4 separate regions of the Danio rerio genome follow, and all the other regions are linked to region 3. The links are chromatin contacts, called in public HiCAR-type and HiChIP or PLAC-seq maps. All regions are on one chromosome and are shown on one strand. The core of a region is the stretch at or near the end of the contact, and the rest is flanking DNA. Distances in the headings are between cores, read along the strand shown.

Region 1 (3,139 bases), core at 621-3,120, 260 kb after region 3:
CAGATGATATAGGTAGGCCCACATGGAATCTGCACACACAGAAATCTGCAGAGTTTAAGCCCATCATTAAGTATATGTATTAACTATTAACATTTATTCTTTTTTTTTTATTTCAGCAACATTACTGACTAATATAAAAATGTTTATATGATTTGTTTCAAATACATTTAGTAAAGTAATATTTTCTGTCTTTTAGTAGCTATATGAGGGACCTGCTTTGTTTAAAAATCAAAGGCTTTGTTTACTGTAATCGAGTAGTTTTTTTTTTCAGGAATTGTAGTTTATTCAAAATGTGTACTTTTATTTTCCTTCAAGTACATTAAGCTGTATCTGTCCTTTTACTCCACTACTTCAACCTGCAGTCACTATATTTATTTCTTGTCTATGGTGATTGACAGAGTGGATACTTTAGCACATAGAAAATAAATCACATCAATATTGAACAACCTCAAGACATAGGCAATATATAAATGCAGCAAACTGTTTGAAAGCATTAAAAGTTTAAGGAGATGAGCCTTTAACAGCGTAATACTCACTACTAAGGAGTACTTTTTACTCAGACTTTGAGTAATATTTATAATAGATATTTTACATTATGGAACTATAATTTTTGGGCAAGTAATGGTACTTTTACACGAGTATGATTTTTCAGTACTCTTTCCACCACTGGCTATAGGTTATATTTGTGCAAGTGTTTGATTAGAGATGGGGGTCAACTCTAAACTCAAAATATACACGTTTCTATAATATTTATTAAAATGCTAAAATAAAAGTTTAACCGATAAGAACCAAAAAGAAAACAAAATTCTATTTAGTGACATACCAACTTTCCTGACACATGTCAACCCATATAAAAAAAGCACTATTCGAATTAAAAAGTTTTGTATACTATACAAGCAAAAACACTGGGTTCATTATTGAACTGTGACTAGACAACTTCCTGATTAAGCAGAACACATAATGTCTTAAAGTAAAAGTGAACGGTTCTATTTAAAGAAAGATTTTGGAGATCACAGACACTTCAGACTCTACTGTCATGCTCGGACTGAACAGATGAATGCTGAATTGCGGAGGACAGCTGCCAACCCGAAAGAGAACCTCAACTTGCTGCGCAATGAAGAGCTCTTTCCTGTGGTTAGTGTCAACTATTCTGCACTCTTCAAACGTGCGTGAAGCCACGAAGAGTTTGTTTAGTTATGTAGCAGTAAATAGTTTATAGGGCAATCATGTGAGGCAAGCCGATCAGCTTGTCCAGTTTGCTTCATTCATTTGGCACATGGCTTGGCAAACAGAGGAAAGCACGAGAGTCCAGCGCACTTTGGTCGCATGCTGCACGTCTTCAAAAACAAACTAATCTAACCCGTTTCATAAATGTTTACTGCAGAAGCCACGACTGTTTGTTCATTGGGGAAAAAGCAACGTAGTTGTGAGCGAGTTACATCCTGCAGCTTGTGTTCATAAGCATCATATCCACACCGTGCATGAGATATAACGTGGTTTAAGACAAAAAAAACGACTGTCATTTAATATTATGAACACATATCATGTGCGAATGCAGCCTTACCTTCTTTTTCTTGTCTCACAGCAGCTCAAGTTCCTCCAGAAGGAGCGTGAAGACGTACAAACCCCTGTGCGTAAAGTCGGTGAATATCGAGTGTACGCAACTAGCGTGGATGCTTAGTGAAGTAACTATGCGCCTGGCCCGAATTCGCTCATTTACATCTCCTGTCAGTATGTCTGTCGCAGCCGAATGGTGCAGATTTCCTAAATTATTACCAATGTCGCGTTCAGGTCGTCTGAGTTGGCTTGTTCTGCCTAAATCACTTCATCACACTATTTAGTATTTGGCCCGTTGCAAATGTTTTCTAGAATCAATAATCCACCCATCTGTATGCTGCCAAACTATTGGTGTGTTTTGCGAATCTGCCTTTCCCGCCCACCACTCACTTGTCATTTATATGATTGGTTGGGGATGAAATAGGCAGTGCCTTATTCGCTCTGCGTCACGTCAGTCATCAAGAGCTTTGTATAGGTACTGCTATTGGACGTTTGAGGAAACTTGGGAGTTGTAGTTTCTAGACGAGGAAAACACTACAAATGCATGATATAAATAACAGCACACGTTTTTAAGTTTACACCTCTCAAATTTAATTTTCTTTTAAATTTGTTTTTGGTTTGCAACGTGTAACATTAACCTTTTAATGTGGTTCATGTGGCAAAAATACATTTTATCTACATTTTACTTAAAATAACACATTTTATTTCGTTTTATCTAATGGTCACACTTTACAATAAGGTTCATTAGTTAATGTTAATTAATGCATTTACTAAGGTGAACAAACAATGAACAATACATCTACTACTGTATTTATTCATGTTAGTTAACGTTAGTTAATGAAAATACAGTAGTTCATTGTTAGTTCATGTTAACTCATGGTGCGTTAACTAATGTTAACAAGCACGGACTTGGATGTTAATAATGCATTAGTAAATGTTTAATTATGATTAATAAATGCTGTACATGTGTTGTTCATGATTAGTTCATGTTAGTAAATGCATTAACTAAGGAACCTTATTGTAAAGTGTTACCTATCTAATCATATAGAGCAAAATTTATATTATGACGTTAAGTACTTTTTGAGCTTAATTGAATGCTTTTAAGCAATTATTTTTGGTCTCTTTTCAAAGTTAAGTTAAAATTAAATAATTGTAAGTTCATAGAAATGTAATACTTTTATATTTAATTCTTTTTCCCACAATATGTACTCAAAACTGTTCTCTAAAATTTTAAAAATCCTAATTAAATGTCTTGTATGAGTTTCCCAAAAAAATGAGCACAGTACCAAATGTTTGTACAAGAATAAACTGATTTCTGATTAGTTTCCAACATGGTCGTACTGAATTGCAATGAAGTGTGTGAAGTTCATTTAAAAGAATTGCAAATAATCCAAGTGGTGAATCCTTTCTTTTCATGCCATTCAGAAATTCAAAAAACTGAATGTAGATTTGTGTAAACAAATGACAATAAACACAATAGATTTGCATTAAAAGCACTTTTCTGTCTCTCTTACACTATTGTTTAATAAGCCCATGCAGGTTTACAGTTATATAGGCAACAGTGTTATGAACAAAAAGAGGT
Region 2 (2,760 bases), core at 81-2,580, 290 kb after region 3:
CAATGTCAGATTTTTCCAATATCGTGCAGTCCCACACAGTACACACAAAATTATTATATGAATGCAAACTTTTATTTTGTATGCGATAATCACGATTAATCATTGAAGAGCATTAATGTACATCCCCTTCTGTAAAAATGGCCTCGTTAACATGGTCAAACTGTACCCAACTACTAAAGAAATTAAAAATTGGCACTTTAGATTAAACAAACTGTGCATGTGCGTTTTTTATCTCTTAATCTTTTGCCCAGACTGCCTTTCATATGGAAGTAGCTGATTATTGTAATAGCTGTGATGTGCTATTCCAAAACAAGAATGATTTTAAAAACTAGATCTTTATGGTTATGACTATACCCTACCAATCATCATCTATATTGTGAACAAACCTCAATAAATAATTAAGTTTACGTTAACTAATGCAGACAAAGCATCTGTAAAGTGCTCCTGATTCTGTTTATAATGCACACAGTCTCTAATGGAAGCATCATCCTGTGGTTCAGGACTCTCAACCCCTCTGCTTTACTTCCTGTCTTTCCTCCTTCTTGGTATCATTTACTACAGATTTGCTAAAAGCTGCTGCCCTAGAAAACCAAAACCTCAACTTAGATCGCAATGATCTGATAGTAACGCATTTCACCTTGCTGAAACCCTTCATTTCCAGATGAAGATCGTCAGAAACCATCGCATATATAGATTTGGAATCATTCGTAATCATACGAATATCAATATACAACAAATATTAGCAGCATTAATGAATCTGGATAAGATTTCAGCAAAGTATTGGAGCATGCCGGCCCCATTTTCATTATAGAAAATATGTTTGCTAGGATCTAATCAGCACTACACAGAATATACCACAATATCTGAATGAAAAAATAATTAATTTTTAAATATTATCTCTATTAATGTCAACATTTAGGCATATATAGACATGAAAATCACGTGTTGCAGCCAGCAAAAAAGAGAGAGAAAAAAAACTAGGCCAGATACACAAATGACAATCACAGCTTCACAGATCTCCATAATCATCAATAGGACTACATCCTTAAATAAGAACATGAATATTAATACAGCTGCAATCAAATAAACTGATCATCTTAATATTAAAGCAATACATTTCAAATAAATGAACATCAAGATGAATTAAGGGAAAATGGAGAGCAAGAAGCATTTTTAAAAAGCCCAGAGAGCTGTATTCGTCTGTTTTATGATTCCGGCCCTTTTAAAATCCTTTTTATCCCATTTCTTACCCTTGCTGTATTCCACTTGTGGTGATATCTCTCCCTCCTCTTCTTTCTTATCCCTTCTCTCTCTCTCTCTCTATCTGTCTGTGTTGTTGCTTTCAGTGTAGCCGGACCGCACCCTCATACACAGTGTGGATGCTACCCAGTTCTGTACAGTCCAGTGCACTGCAATTCTGCTACAATGAACACCAGTCTCTCGGTGCACACAAATCCCCCCTGTGCAGACAGTGGAATGTGCCGAGAGGGGGGAGGGGCCGCTAATGGAATTGATTTATTCTGCGCGGTGGATCATACCATGTTTATGACGGGAGAGGGGGGACGAATGGGGAGGGAAATGTATTGAAGAAAGCCAGCGTTTTAAGAGCTAAAATCTCACAAGATGTGTTCAGATTGTCAAGAATTAAAAGAATAAATTTGATAGGAGTGAACATGTATTTTGTTTGTTGGTGGTGATGCTGCTGAAGCTCCTGAATAAGTGAGCCTTCCCTCTCTGGTCTGTTACCATGGGAACTGCTGCAGTCTCAGCCTCTTTGTCTTGCACTGATGCTCCATTTTGACTCAGTGGTCTCTCCCACTTTGGTGAAGATCTTATACCCCACTATGGCAGACCGAATGAACATTCAGTCTATGAAACACACTAATATATGTCTTCATGATAAACCAATGCTTATTTATTTATTTATTTATTAAAATATCTTTTCTAAACAAAAAACAAAAAATCTTAGCCTCTAGTGCTTATTCTTTAGGTATTGCTGCTTTTTTGTTAAATACTTTTCCTTATTAAGTGCTACTTATTCATTAGATACTGGTAGTTAATAGACACTAGTACAGTTCTTATTAATTAGATACTTGCTGTAATTTTAATAGTGGCTTTCCTGCTGAACATTCCAGCTTAAACCAGCCTAGGATGGTTGGCTGGTTTTAGCTGGTCGACCAGTTTGGTTTTAGAGGGGTTTTGGCCACTTCCAGGCTGGTTTCCAGCCATTTCCAGCTTGGTTTTAACTGAACAGGCTGGGAGATGACCACCTAAAACCAGCTTGACCAGCCTAGCCAGGCTTGGAGCCCAGCCCAAACCAGCTAAGTCCAGCTTAAGCCAGGATGGTCAAGCTGGTTTTAGATGGTTTTAGCTGGTTACTTTCCAGTCTGACAAGCTAAGACCAGGCTGGAAATGGCTGGAAACCAGCCTAAAAGTGGCCAAAACCCCTCTGAAACCAGGCTGGTCGACCAGCTAAAACCAGCCAACCATCCTAGGCTGGTTTAAGCTGGGTTTTTCAGCAGGGATACTAGTCGCTATAAACTTTTAACTAATTGTTTTGGTATAGCCCATCTATTTTATGGACACTCATACTTGAATTGATTTCTTATTTATTGGGTACTAGCACTTATTTATTAGAATCTTTTGTAATTATTACTATTAACAGGTCTTATGACTAATCTGAACAAAGAGTTCAGTTAAAAGAGTTCAGTTACTTGTAAAACAAACAAACAAAAATCTTGGTAACATTTTAAATAATAA
Region 3 (3,062 bases), core at 477-2,976:
TGACAGGACATAACTAGAGAGAAAGAATAAGATATCAAACTTGAACCCTAAATAGCACACTTATGCCAAATATATTTGCAGACAGGGTGCGAATTACAAGAGGGGTTTGGAATCAAGCATTTAATAAACGCTTGATCCCCCCTGAAGGACATCAAAACAAGATGCATGGGGGGTTTGTCTTTTAATAGTTAAGAAATAGTTTGCTCTGATCTGTCTTAAATCATATTAATATATAAAATAATAGATGACTTCAGTACATTTCACCACCCGTATAATGGTTCATACCATTGTGAGTGTGTGTGTGTTTGCAACAAAAATATTAATTAATTGGTTGAAAACCAGCAAATCTAGAACACCAACAGACAGCATAACTGGTCACAAAACATGTTGCTTTAAATAAGGCGCTTGTAGGCATCTGTAAAACTAGATGCATATGTTGTATTTTATTACACACTGCCTCGCACATGGAATTTAAACAGTAAAATAAAATATATGTGCAGTCTCCCACGGTCATCCACTTGCTGCAGGAAAGCCTGTCACCATTAATTTAAAATCACAAATGTCACAGAGAACCAATAAATATCCCTTAAAGCACTGAAAACATAATAACAAGTTTGATTAATAAATTAGATGTAATTCAATTAAATATATAAATTGGGTTCACTGAGGCCCCCCCGATCGTCAATGTATAATTCACACCCTGTTTGCAGACCATCAATGAATGCTAATATATCTGCACACCATCTTAAATCTAATCTGCTAATTCCTCTTCTTAGTGTAGGGTTCATCTCTTTAAATCCTAATTCAGACTAACATGTGAAAAATAATCTGAGCTTATGTGTGAATGCAGTAATGCCGCTGCTCACCCCAACAAACCCTGATCCCAGCCCTTGATGACTTGTCCTGTGCCAAGAGTGAAGGTGAACGGCTGATTCCTCGGTATACTGCTGTCAAACTCTGTCCCATCCTCCAGTTTACCCTGCAGATAAAAACAAAACAAAAAGGTAACACAAGACATTTCTGGCATGAATAATACTTTGGTGAGAGCAGTCAAACACATACAGTGTAGTGCATGTTCAACACGTCTCCCTTTCGAGACTTAATGGGGCAGTTGTCCACTCTTTTCTTGATTCCAATCTGTAGCTTCTTCTTTTCGGCTCCCTGCACAAGTGCCATGGGGATGGACACCAGAGTGACCGCTAATAGCAAATTCAGCCTCATGGCGCTGTTAAAACAAACAGAAATGGCAGAAATTAGTCGTGGAAAGCTACTAAATAACGTAGATTTCTACGCATGCGCAGGGTCTCTACACATAAGTACACGTTATCATTTAAATTAATATAGTAAATGGTTATATTATCAGCAACATGACAATTCATTAGCATAAGTGATTCTATAAGGTGCATTTTAAGTAGCAAAACGCGTCCATTATTATTCAGTTTTGTGGTGTGTTGGATTTATTTAAGAGGAAGTTAATTGGATGAAGGCTTTGGTTTTGTATTCAAGCATGCTGATTGGGATTTTTCGCTTAACATTACAGCAGTGTTTTGATGATTCGGTCGCATTTTAAAATTACATGGAATATTTATCTATTGCAGCGAATAACAGAGAGATTAAAATGCAGTTACCTGTTTTAAGAATAATATTCTTGTTCCTCCTGAATCTCAGAATGATTCGGTCATTAGGAAGTGACGTCACGTCAGCAGCAGGCCTGCCTTCCTACTAGGTTTCAAAATTTCAGTCAATGTTTAAGTTGATTATAAAATTAAATAAAAAAAACTACATGTATTTTGAAACATGTAAATCTCGAATAAGTATATAATAATGAACAAATCTACACTCATAGGAAAAGCTGTCATATTATATTATTATAGCTTTGAGTAAATACTGGCGTGGTAGATTGTGACTTTTATTTTGTTTGGTGCTACAGCACCACTGATCTAAAACAGAGACACACGAGGGCGCCATATACTCACGAATGTCTGACTTATTTTTGTCGTTCAACAGCTAAACTGAGGCCAAACATTAAGGCAAGTGATTTTTTGTGTCCAGTCTTCATCAACAATCAGAGCCAGACTATTCTTATACAATGTTAGATAAAACTGATAGAATTATCTTGTTTTACAAAGGAAAAACTCTTTGAGAAACGCTTTCTTTTACATCATTCATAATTTATAACTCAGTCGTCAATGTAACTTATTGTATTACATTACTGTATAGCCTTATGTTTTCACTTCCACAGTGAAAAATACAGAGGTATTGTCACAATACTGGGTATGTAGATATCATTTTCCTAACTATTATTATATTGTGACATATATTATAGTATTATGCGATAACAGCCAATACGACAAATTAGCCAGTATAATTGGATATTGCATAATTTGTGTAAATTTGTACATATAAATACATTTTCCTTCCCTTGTTGTTATCTCATTATTATATCACCAAAATTGTCATAAATACCTGATGCATTAAATATGACAAAACATAAAAACTATTTTTTAAAAGTTTGTATAAAGGTTCACTAATTCACACAACCACAAATTGCATGCTAAATACAAAAACAAACCAAAAAACTAAACCAAGTCACGTTTTATAATACCATGTGAAAAATAGTTTTGAAAACGGATCAGATGTATTTATGTTTAAGCATAGCACTTTTTTGTCTTATACTGTAAACTACTGATGATGTTCTTTTAAAATGTAAAATTAAGTATATATAAGTACTTATAAGTATATATAACTTGATATATAAGTGCCATGTTTTCAGCTTATGAGCAATTTATGCAAATGTCAAAGTTCCCATGAGAAAAAAATGTTTAATACCCTTTCCACTGTTTGCTTAGGCTTGTATTTTACAGTACACTCAAAAATGTCTCAGTCAATATTCTCAAACAATTATATTTGATTTACCAAAGTCACACAATTGCCAAATTCACATCTGTCACATCCATAACAGAGAGATGTCACATCCATAAAGAGGCTTTTTCAAAAAATGTAAAAATGTAAAATAGAAAAAAATCAATCATTTTTGTTCTATAGTGAGCCAACTCTTATCC
Region 4 (2,922 bases), core at 62-2,561, 270 kb after region 3:
GAAGTAATTTTTTTATTTATTTTTTTGTCATATTAAATGAAATAAATGAGGAACTACTCATGATAACTTTAATGTAATACAGTTTGCTCTTTTTACTTTCGGCCCACAGCTCTCAATCAAGCATGAATTTTGGCCCTTTATTTGAAAACGTTTGGAGAGCTCTGCTTTAAACCAACTAAACAGAATTATTAAATAAAAATAGAGATACAGGATTAAAAAAATATTTACGTTATTAATTTAAAAGGTTGCTTGAAGTTTTGTGGTTAGCAAAAATATTTAAAAATGTAAAATAATGAATTTAGCAACTTAAAAAATTGATTGTCTTGAACTGTAAGATTTGTGAAATAAACATCTGTAATGGGGGACGACACGGTGGCTCAGTGGTTAGTACTGTTGGCTCACAGCAAAAAGGTTGCTAGTTCGAGTCCCGGCTGGGCATTCAGTGTCATACCATCAGTTCTTGGACTGAAGCTCTGAAAGGGAGAGTTAGTCATTGCTTCATGATTCTAAATAAATGTTCTTCATGATCATTATTAGATTTTCACTCCACATAGAGTTTGCATGTTCTCCCCATGTTCGCATGGGTTTCCTGCAGGTGCTCCGGTTTTCCCACAGTCCAAAAACACGCGGTGTAGGTTCATTCATTCATTTTCTTTTCGGCTTAGTCCCTTTATTCATCTGGGGTCACCAAAGCAGAATGAACCAAGAGCGACACGATGCGACAGGATGTCCACCAAGAATGCCCATGTAGGGCCCACCTGGTATTGTCCACCTGGGTTTGCCCATCTGGGGTCGACCTGGGTTTGCCTTGGATTATAGCCCTATTATAAATGCATAATCTTTTAAATAATGAGTCAAGAAAAGAGTCAAGAAAAATAATGTGTATGTGGCATTATGTACCACTGTATTTGAGCATCTAGCCTAGCCTATATATTGAGAGTCTATATGCATATACAATATATAAGTATTAAATAAATGTTTTGAGAAATTTTTCAATACATGCAATAAAGTTCTTAAGTTACATCAAACTGTTTTGACATTTGTTTGGATGTTCTGACACTCAGAGTTTAGAAAGTGTTAAGACTGTTTCGAAAAAAATGTGCCAAAGCAATTGAGAAAATCTGTAATTATTATTCTCTTATTCTGTATATTAACTCTGTTATGACACATAATAAAACTCACCAAGCAGCTGAATCCAGCAGGGGCCAGCAGCTCTGTGAAGAGCGCCATGATTGTGGCGGAAGTGGTGGTGTTCTGTCTAAAGGCGGGATCAGGAAGCGCCGCTCTGTGTGAGTTATTTTGGGCGCACTCAGACTGTGAACGGCACGGTGTCTGTGTGGATGAGGATTGAAATTTCTCCATGATACTGTCTAGGTATGGTAGGTGTGATGGTACATCATTGTGTGTGTATAGGAGTAGTGTTTATATTGTTGTCATTTATGTTGTTTGTCATTGTTGAATGAGGAACGTGTCGTTGTGTAGCGCTGAACGCGAAGAAATGAGGCGGGACCTCAGAAACTCGTGGAAATGAGGAAAACTTCACTTTCGCGCGCAAATTGATTATTTTTAAAAGAAGTTTATTAATCAGACGTCTTTGCCGATTTTGTGGTTTGTGAACATCACAAATTTCACTTTCATTTCCACATTAGTCCAGAAACTTACCTTCACTTTCAATATTGAGTGTCCGGCAGCGTTTCTAAACACGGTCCTTCTTGCACACGGCTGTAAACATGGGGTTAAACATAGGCCAAACTCACTCATTTACAACTAAAGTATTTTAAGCTTCACAATATTTGAAGGAAATGACAAAAAAAACGTTAATAATTAATATGTCCAGTTGATTAAATCATTCTGAAAGAAGACGTGTCCATTCACTGACAGAAAGTCTCCAAAACCAACGTTGCAATCATATTACCTATTTTACAACAACATCTCCAAATGGGTTTCAAGAAAAATGAAAACATTTTCACTTTCACATTCATTTTACAAATTATGCATAAACACCTCATTACCGAAACAGCCTTTCTAATAAAGTTTGCAATCTGTATAATGTACAGTTCAGGTAATGTTCACATTGAACGTTTTTACAAAAAGTAACAAAGTTTGGACTTAATAGATTTCTTTTTATTTATATGTATAATTTTAGGTTGTATTAATTCATATCCAACTTATATTTATTTTCTCTCTTTTTTAAGTCATTGAAGAAAGTCATCTTGAGTCCCTCAGCCCTCTCTAATCTGAATCAACAATGTCGTCGACATCACAGAAACACAAGGACTTTGTGGCAGAGCCCATGGGCGAGAAGTCAGTGATGGCACTCGCAGGAATCGGTGAAGTTCTTGGAAAGAGATTGGAAGAGAAGGGCTTTGACAAGGTAAAATCTATCAGAATGTTTCATGCGTACACTTTCTGACAGCTCAAACATGCTTCAAGTTAAGAAAACACAATATGGCTGTTTCTCAATATGCCTTCTTCAGCAATCTTGCGTAACGTCATCTTTAACTGACAAAGTTCAGTGCTACAACTTAAGATCGCAATAACGGAGGACGCGTGAAAGTTCCCAGATGCGTTCTTGATTTTGAGGATGGATTGATGCGTACTTGAGCACAAAACTCACTCGAAGTCCCAGAAGTCATTGTGGCTGAATAAAAGAGGTGGGAAGCACAGCATTTTATACAGATTTATTATTATTGTTCAGAGATGTAGTTTATTTATCTTCGGAGTTTTCCTGAATGAAACTGAAACTAAACATCACCATGAAAAGGGATTAACACATTAAGGGTGTTTACTTGCTAAAATTTGTATAAAATTGTTTTTATTTGTATTGCTCAAAGTATATTTGTAAAGTTTTTGTACATGTTAAATATATTGAAAATGGGGAAAAATAACAAATCGTTGTATGAATTCTGTAATGTTAAAATA

The links. HiCAR-type assays count read pairs that join an accessible place to other places. HiChIP or PLAC-seq counts read pairs in DNA pulled down with a chosen protein or histone mark.
Region 1: a contact with region 3 is called in an H3K4me3 HiChIP or PLAC-seq map of gastrula embryo, with 4 times the contacts expected there. The contact joins the promoter of pcxa here to the promoter of fkbp2 in region 3. A contact is called at or near these places in 3 of 4 datasets of contacts at active chromatin or transcription factors (caudal fin, embryo and gastrula embryo).
Region 2: a HiCAR-type map of caudal fin shows a contact between it and region 3, with 5 times the contacts expected there. The contact joins the promoter of gng3 here to the promoter of fkbp2 in region 3.
Region 4: a HiCAR-type map of caudal fin shows a contact between it and region 3, with 3 times the contacts expected there. The contact joins the promoter of banf1 here to the promoter of fkbp2 in region 3. A contact is called at or near these places in 3 of 18 Hi-C or Micro-C datasets (caudal fin, embryo and hematopoietic stem cells) and 1 of 4 datasets of contacts at active chromatin or transcription factors (caudal fin).

What each region holds. Positions count from the first base shown.
Region 1 is chr21:29,804,675-29,807,813 of GRCz12tu, reverse strand. pcxa (pyruvate carboxylase a) reads right to left here and starts at 1,870. Exons shown (of 21, transcript NM_001328356.1): 1 at 1,565-1,870.
Region 2 is chr21:29,770,278-29,773,037 of GRCz12tu, reverse strand. gng3 (guanine nucleotide binding protein (G protein), gamma 3) reads right to left here and starts at 1,330. Exons shown (of 3, transcript NM_131841.2): 1 at 1,251-1,330.
Region 3 is chr21:30,060,850-30,063,911 of GRCz12tu, reverse strand. It overlaps fkbp2 (FKBP prolyl isomerase 2), which reads right to left and starts at 1,726. Exons shown (of 6, transcript NM_001004677.2): 1 at 1,629-1,726; 2 at 1,063-1,225; 3 at 867-979. The coding sequence starts at 1,221.
Region 4 is chr21:29,787,683-29,790,604 of GRCz12tu, reverse strand. It overlaps banf1 (barrier to autointegration nuclear assembly factor 1), which reads left to right and starts at 1,311. Exons shown (of 3, transcript NM_205562.1): 1 at 1,311-1,374; 2 at 2,196-2,374. The coding sequence starts at 2,249.